Linked DNA regions of Sus scrofa: region 1 is linked to region 2. The links are chromatin contacts, called in public Hi-C maps. All regions are on one chromosome and are shown on one strand. The core of a region is the stretch at or near the end of the contact, and the rest is flanking DNA. Distances in the headings are between cores, read along the strand shown. Region 1 overlaps GABPB2 (GA-binding protein subunit beta-2). Region 2 holds the start of SEMA6C (semaphorin-6C).

Region 1 (3,137 bases), core at 226-2,725, 37 kb after region 2:
TAAAAAGATGGATTACCTGTATGATACCCTTTATAGCTACAAACTGGGTTTTTTTTTCCCCCTTTTTAGGGCTGCACCCTTGGCACAGGAAGTTCCCAGGTTAGAGGTCGAATTGGAGCTGCATCTGCTGGCAGCCTATGCCACAGTCACAGCAATGCCAGATCCAATCCTCATCTGTGACTTACATGACAGCTCTCAGCAATGCCGGATCCTTAACCCACTGTGTGAGGCCAGAGATTGAACCCGTGTCCTCATGGACACTAGTTGGGTTCATTACAGCTGAGCCATGATTGGCACGCCCCTATTTTATTCTAATTCTCTCATAAAATACTCAGGGAACCATGGAACTCCCATTGTGGCACAGCAGAAATATACATATACACTCAGGGAACCAAACAGTCTGAGTGGAACATAGTGCTTGACCTCTAGAAAGGAGACTGTATGTATCTATTGACTACAAAAGAGCAATATTCAAAACTACAGCTTATACCCTCATTTTCCTATTTTCATGTTTTTCTTATCACTGAGACTATCCTACCAAATGCTGACATAGGAACACACAAATGAAATAAATAAGGAGAGTTCCCGTCGTCGCTCAGTGGTTAACAAATCCAACTAGGAACCATGAGGTTGTGGGTTCGATCCCTGGCCTTGCTCAGTGGGTTAAGGATCCGGCATTGCCGTGAGCTGTGGTGTAGGTTGCAGACTCGGCTCGGATCCCATGTTGCTGTGGCTCTGGTGTAGGCTGGCAGCTATAGCTCCAATTCGACCCCTAGCCTGGGAACCTCCATATGTCGCGGGAACGGCCCAAGAAATAGCAAAAAGACAAAAACAAAAAAAAAACAAAAACAAAAAAACAAAAAAAAACCTCCCAAAAAACAAGGAATAGCAATTTTTAGGGTTTTTAATTTTTTTTTATCTTTTTAGGGCAGCACCCATGACATATGGAGGTTCCCAGGCTAAGGGGTCCAATCAGAGCTGTAGCTGCTGGCCTACACCTACACCACAGCCACAGCAACGCCAGATCCGAGCCGTGTCTGTGATCAACACCACAGCTCACAGCAACACCAGATCCTTAACCCACTGAGCGAGGCCAGGGATTGAACCCCCAACCTCATGGTTCCTAGCCAGATTAATTGCTACTTTGCCAAGACAGGAACTCCAGGAACAAGCAATTTTTAGATATATCCTTCATGGAGGTTGGAATATATGTGACAATGTCAATGTCACTAGTAATAAATAAAACAACGCTGTTAATATTTTACCACAGTTAAACACCCCCCCACACACACACAATAAGGCTTTTTTTTTTTTTTTTTTGGCTTTTTAGGGCCGCACCTGAGGCATATGGAGGTTCTAAGGCTAGGGGTCCAATTGGAGCTACAACTGCTAGCCTACACCACAGCCACAGCAATTCAGGATCCGAGCCTCATCTGCAACATACACAACTCACGGCAACGTCAGATCCTTAACCCACTGAGCAAGGCCAGGGATCAAACCTGCAACCTCATGGTTCCTAGTCAGATTCATTTCTACTTCACCTTCGAGGGAACTCCACAATAAGGCTATTAATTAAAGTTCAAGTAAGACAAACATCAGGTAGGCCACCAAGCTAAAGAAGAATACCTGGGTAGAACTGCTTCATTAGAAAGGCATTATCTGCTTTTAAGCATGATTCCAACCGAAGTGTACTTTCCCTTTGAGTCAAACATAAATGACTCACCCAACTTCCCCTCAACAGTAAAATTAAGAAAGAACACTTGTGAAATATTAGATGTAGTATTCTGACACACGCAGTTCAAACTGAATAGAGACAATGCAAATTACCTCTTTAGACTTATCCCAGGGAGTTCTAGGAAAAGTATTTTATTGTTCAATGTTAATTGCTTGGGGAGTGGGGGGGTGCACTGAGGGTTTGGGATGGAAATGCTATAAAATTTGGTTGTGATGATCATTATACAACTATAAAATGTAACAAAATTCATTGAGGAATTAAAAAAATAATGTTAATTGCTTCATTCTCCTTAATATAAGACCCTGTATCTAACAAACTAAAATGTGCACGGTTGCTGTTGCTTTTGGAAGGGAAATGGCATTGTTAGTGACAACTTGTTACTTGTTCAAAATGGGGGTTATATAAATAAGATTTTTAGACTAGGATTTAGGGGAGTGTGCTATGATCAGCTATGCAACCTCAATAAGTTAGTGAAAACTAAATCCAGAAAAATAGAGTAACTTGCCCAAGGTCGTATAGCTAGTAAATATAAGAACCCAGATGAGAACCTATTTCATTGGATAGCAAAGCCTCTACTATTTATGAATCAACACAAAACAATTTATTTATTTACTATTATTATTATTTTTAGGGGCGCACTCACAGCATATGGAGGTTCCCAGCCTAGGGGTCAAACTGGAGCTACCACTATAGGCTTATGTCACAGCCACAGCAACACAGGATCTAAGCTGCGTCTTCGACCTATACCACAGCTCAGGGCGACGCCAGATCCTTAACCCACTGAGGCCAGGGATCAAATCCACAACCTCATGGTTCCTAGTCAGATTTGTTTCCACTGAGCCACGACGGGAACTCCAACACAAAACAATTTATATTTGACTTTAGCGTACATCTTAGGATTCTGCAGAAAGAGGAAATTTATCTTCATAACGTTGTTTTGCCCTGATTCATGTTTAAATTAGCGTGCCTTCCAAAATCATTGCAGTTTGATAGTGACACTGATGATGAGGAATATCTTTAGTCACAAATGGGAAACTGAAAGCAAACTTTGTAATCTGGATTTTGGTATCAAAAATATTCATCAAGGAGCTCCCATCATGGTGCAGCAGAAACAAATCTGACTAGGAACCATGAGGTTGCAGGTTCGATCCCTGGCCTTGCTCAGTGGGTTAAGGATCCGGCGTTGCCGTGAGCTGTGGTGTAGTTTGCAGGCGCGGCTCAGATCTGGCATTGCTGTGGCTGTGGCATAGGCCATCAGCTGTAGTTCCAATTCAACCCCTAGCCTGGGAACTTCTACATGGCATCAGTGTGGCCCTAAAAACATTAAAAAAATATATATAAAAAACTTAATCCAGTTGAACAACACAATCTGAATTTGTCTTATAACTTTTCTCTTTTCCTT
Region 2 (2,820 bases), core at 97-2,596:
TGATGCTGTTTGTCTGTTTCACCTCTGCCTCTGTGACTGTGTGTGTATATGTTTATTATCTCTTGCTTATTACTTTGGGGCTTAGCCCAGTCGGTGATGCTACCCACCCCAATCTCAGTCCAGTAAAGGATTGTCTAGAAGTAGCAAACCCCTGCCCATCCTTTCCTTTAGTCCAGAGGACCAGGATGTTTGTGTGTGGGCAGGGGGGCACTCAGATAAAACTATCCAAGAATGCAATGTCTCCCATGCCACCCACTATCCTGGGAATTTTGAGCACGTCTTTTGTCCCAGTCCCCACGCAGGGAAGAATCTTAGCAGGCAATACCAAGGTGGAAGCCAAGCAGTGCTGTCTGAAGTAGCCTCATTCTTCCTCCCCACTGACATTCCTGGGATCAAAGGGTCTTTATGGAGAGTGTGGATGGAGAAGGAGCAGTTTTGCTGTTAGGAGGGCTGCCCAGGGCCCTCTGAGGAATGACGGGACATCACTACCCATGTCTGTGGGGCAGAAAGTCTATGTGGGGTTGGGGAAGCTGGTTACTTTCCCTCTCAGGTCTCCATGTTGCTCCTCTTTCTGTGTGACTCTCTGAGTCAGTTTGTCTCAATCTCCACATCTCTCTTTTGGCTTCAGCCCCGCTCACCTGTCTTATTGGATCAAACAACAGCCTGACTGCGGGCCACCCTGCCTTCCAGGCTCCTTAGTTCCTGGCCTACTAGCCCAAGCCCCTCTTGCTTTGACAGCAGGGATAGGAGGGGAGGAGACGGGGATGAGGAAAACTTCCTGGTGACATCTTCCTTTCCTTTCCCATCGCTCAGGCCCTCAAGTGCATGCTAGGCCTCCCTTATCCTGGTCAGAATGAAACAGAGGAGGCACATGGGAAGAAATAAAGGGGTTGATGTAAAAAGAATAGAGAGGAGGAACAGAGGGTTGGGGGCAGAATAGGGGGGAGGTGCACCCAGGAGCAAGGTAGCCAGAGCCATAGGAGATGAGAAAGGAGGGAGAGAGGGTCACGCCAGCTCTGATAGCCCAGCCCAGCTCAGGTCCCCCGGGTTTCCTGTCTGTCTCTCCTCCCAGCTACTGGCCCTTCCTCTCCTGGTGAGATGTTTCCCCAGGGCTTCTCCACGCTAAGTGTGTGACCCCTCTTCTGTCCTGGTCTCGGGCGACTGTCCGTGGATCTCGCGTCTGGCTTTGGTCTCCAGCTCAGCCTCCCCGCCAGGCCCTCTCGGTGGGCGGTGCTCTCGGCACCCCTCCTCCTCCGAAGCCTATTGGTGGAGAGGTGTCGAGAAGGCGGTGTCTAGCAGGTCTCTGAGAGCTGGATTTGTGGTGGGGACCCCGAGGCGGGCCGAAGGCGGGTCCGGCCGGGAGGCGGGCGGGGCGGCTGGGGCCCGGCCCAGAGCTCCGGGCGGTCGCATTGTTTTCCTCCGCGGAGCCGCGGCAGGAGTGGGGTTTGCCACTGAGACCCGGAGCCCGTTGGACCTGACAGCGCCCGGGAGCCCAGATCTGAGCTCCATCCAATTCGGACGCTCATCACATCTCGCTAAAGCCCCCAACCACGGATTGCGAACTCGGCGCGGTGCGCGGCCGCTGCCCGCCCGCCGCGATCTCTATTCCGCTGACCCGGATCTCGGAGCAAGTACCCCAGAGCAGGGCTGGGAGGCGGGGAGGGTCGGGGCGCCGAAGGCTGGGAGCAAGGTTCCGAAGTGCTAGAGGGACCTGGGAGGGTGCCATCGTGCTATGTGCCTGATAACGGAGAGGGTCAGCGGAGTTGGGGTGTGCAGCGGGAAGAGGGGCCGTGGCCGAACCTCGTCACGGTACTGTTGGACACAGGGTCTGGGAGCCTCTTCCAACCTGGCTTCTTCGAGTCACATCCCTCGGATTGGGGAGCGCGAAAAGGGATTGTTTGAGGCGCGCACTGCACAGAGGGTGGAAAAACCTGGTCCCTTGCCTCCCCAGCAGGGAAATTAAGGCTTCGAGACCCGCGGAGAACCGGACCCTCTCGTTGCCCTTACAGGGATGGGAAGGGAGATGCATCGTTCCAGACTTTGGTATTACGGCTGCACCTCTGTCCCTGTGCAAGCGGGAGTCTGAGCACCTCCCAGGGGATTGGCTTGAGCACAGAGTCGGGAATGAGGTCCCCAAGAAACATCAGTCCTAGTGCCTATCTCCTTCTTTCACCTCACTCGCCCTGGGGCTTTGTTAGATCGAGGTCTTCCAAGAAGGAGACCAGCTGCCGACTGCATCTCGAGCCCAAGGACCCCGCTCAGCGCTGGCCCCAGGCCCGCCTTCATCGGTTCCAAGCTTCTGGCCCTGTTTCCCTGGCCTCGGAGACCCGCCTCTGTTCCCCAACCCCCGCTTCCATTCGGTCTGCGCCTGCAGGCCCCTCCAGCCCCTCCTCCCGCTAACGTGGCTCTGGGACCCGGTCCCGGCCCAGACTCTGCTACCCGCCCCTCTTGGAGCCCCAGATCCAGTGAGGGGGAGACACGTCGAGCCCCTGGCCTCAGGCCCACCTCAGGCGAGGCTCAAGACACCTGGATTATCCTTGTTGGGGGCTGGGTGGGAGAAAGGGTAGGTAGGGAGCCTGGGGCTGAAAGCTAAGAGTGGGGGGGACTGTCTTGGAGAAAGGAAAGCTCCTGTTCAGCGAGGCTCCTTGGTGCGTCCCCTCAACCCTCCAAAGGAAGGTGGATTGGGGCGTGCAACCAGCCTGAGGGCTTCCTGCTATTGTCCGCAGCCGGGTCTCCCCTTCTCCATCCCTTCCCCAGCCCCTGATAGAATCTGGCCTTGACCTGGGCCACTCCCCAGAGGTGGCTCTGCAGGGCCAAGAG

What was found. A called contact is a pair of places that touch in the nucleus more often than the background predicts.
Region 1: a contact with region 2 is called in a Hi-C map of alveolar macrophages, with 1.6 times the contacts expected there. The contact joins the enhancer-like site here to the promoter of SEMA6C in region 2. A contact is called at or near these places in 1 of 5 promoter capture datasets (liver), 25 of 47 Hi-C or Micro-C datasets (adipose tissue, alveolar macrophages, brain and 15 more) and 2 of 2 datasets of contacts at active chromatin or transcription factors (alveolar macrophages and skeletal muscle).

Annotation. Positions count from the first base shown.
Region 1 is chr4:98,142,881-98,146,017 of Sscrofa11.1, forward strand. The region is part of intron 5 of GABPB2 (GA-binding protein subunit beta-2); the gene reads right to left. Among named protein-coding and RNA genes, the nearest start is that of GABPB2, 20 kb to the right of the region's middle. Within about 2 kb of position 1,476, at least 2 of the 83 cell types and tissues checked have an H3K27ac peak or open chromatin away from gene starts, as enhancers often do. A contact at or near this core is called in alveolar macrophages, where this site is marked.
Region 2 is chr4:98,105,970-98,108,789 of Sscrofa11.1, forward strand. It overlaps SEMA6C (semaphorin-6C), which reads left to right and starts at 1,347. Exons shown (of 20, transcript XM_021089883.1): 1 at 1,347-1,627.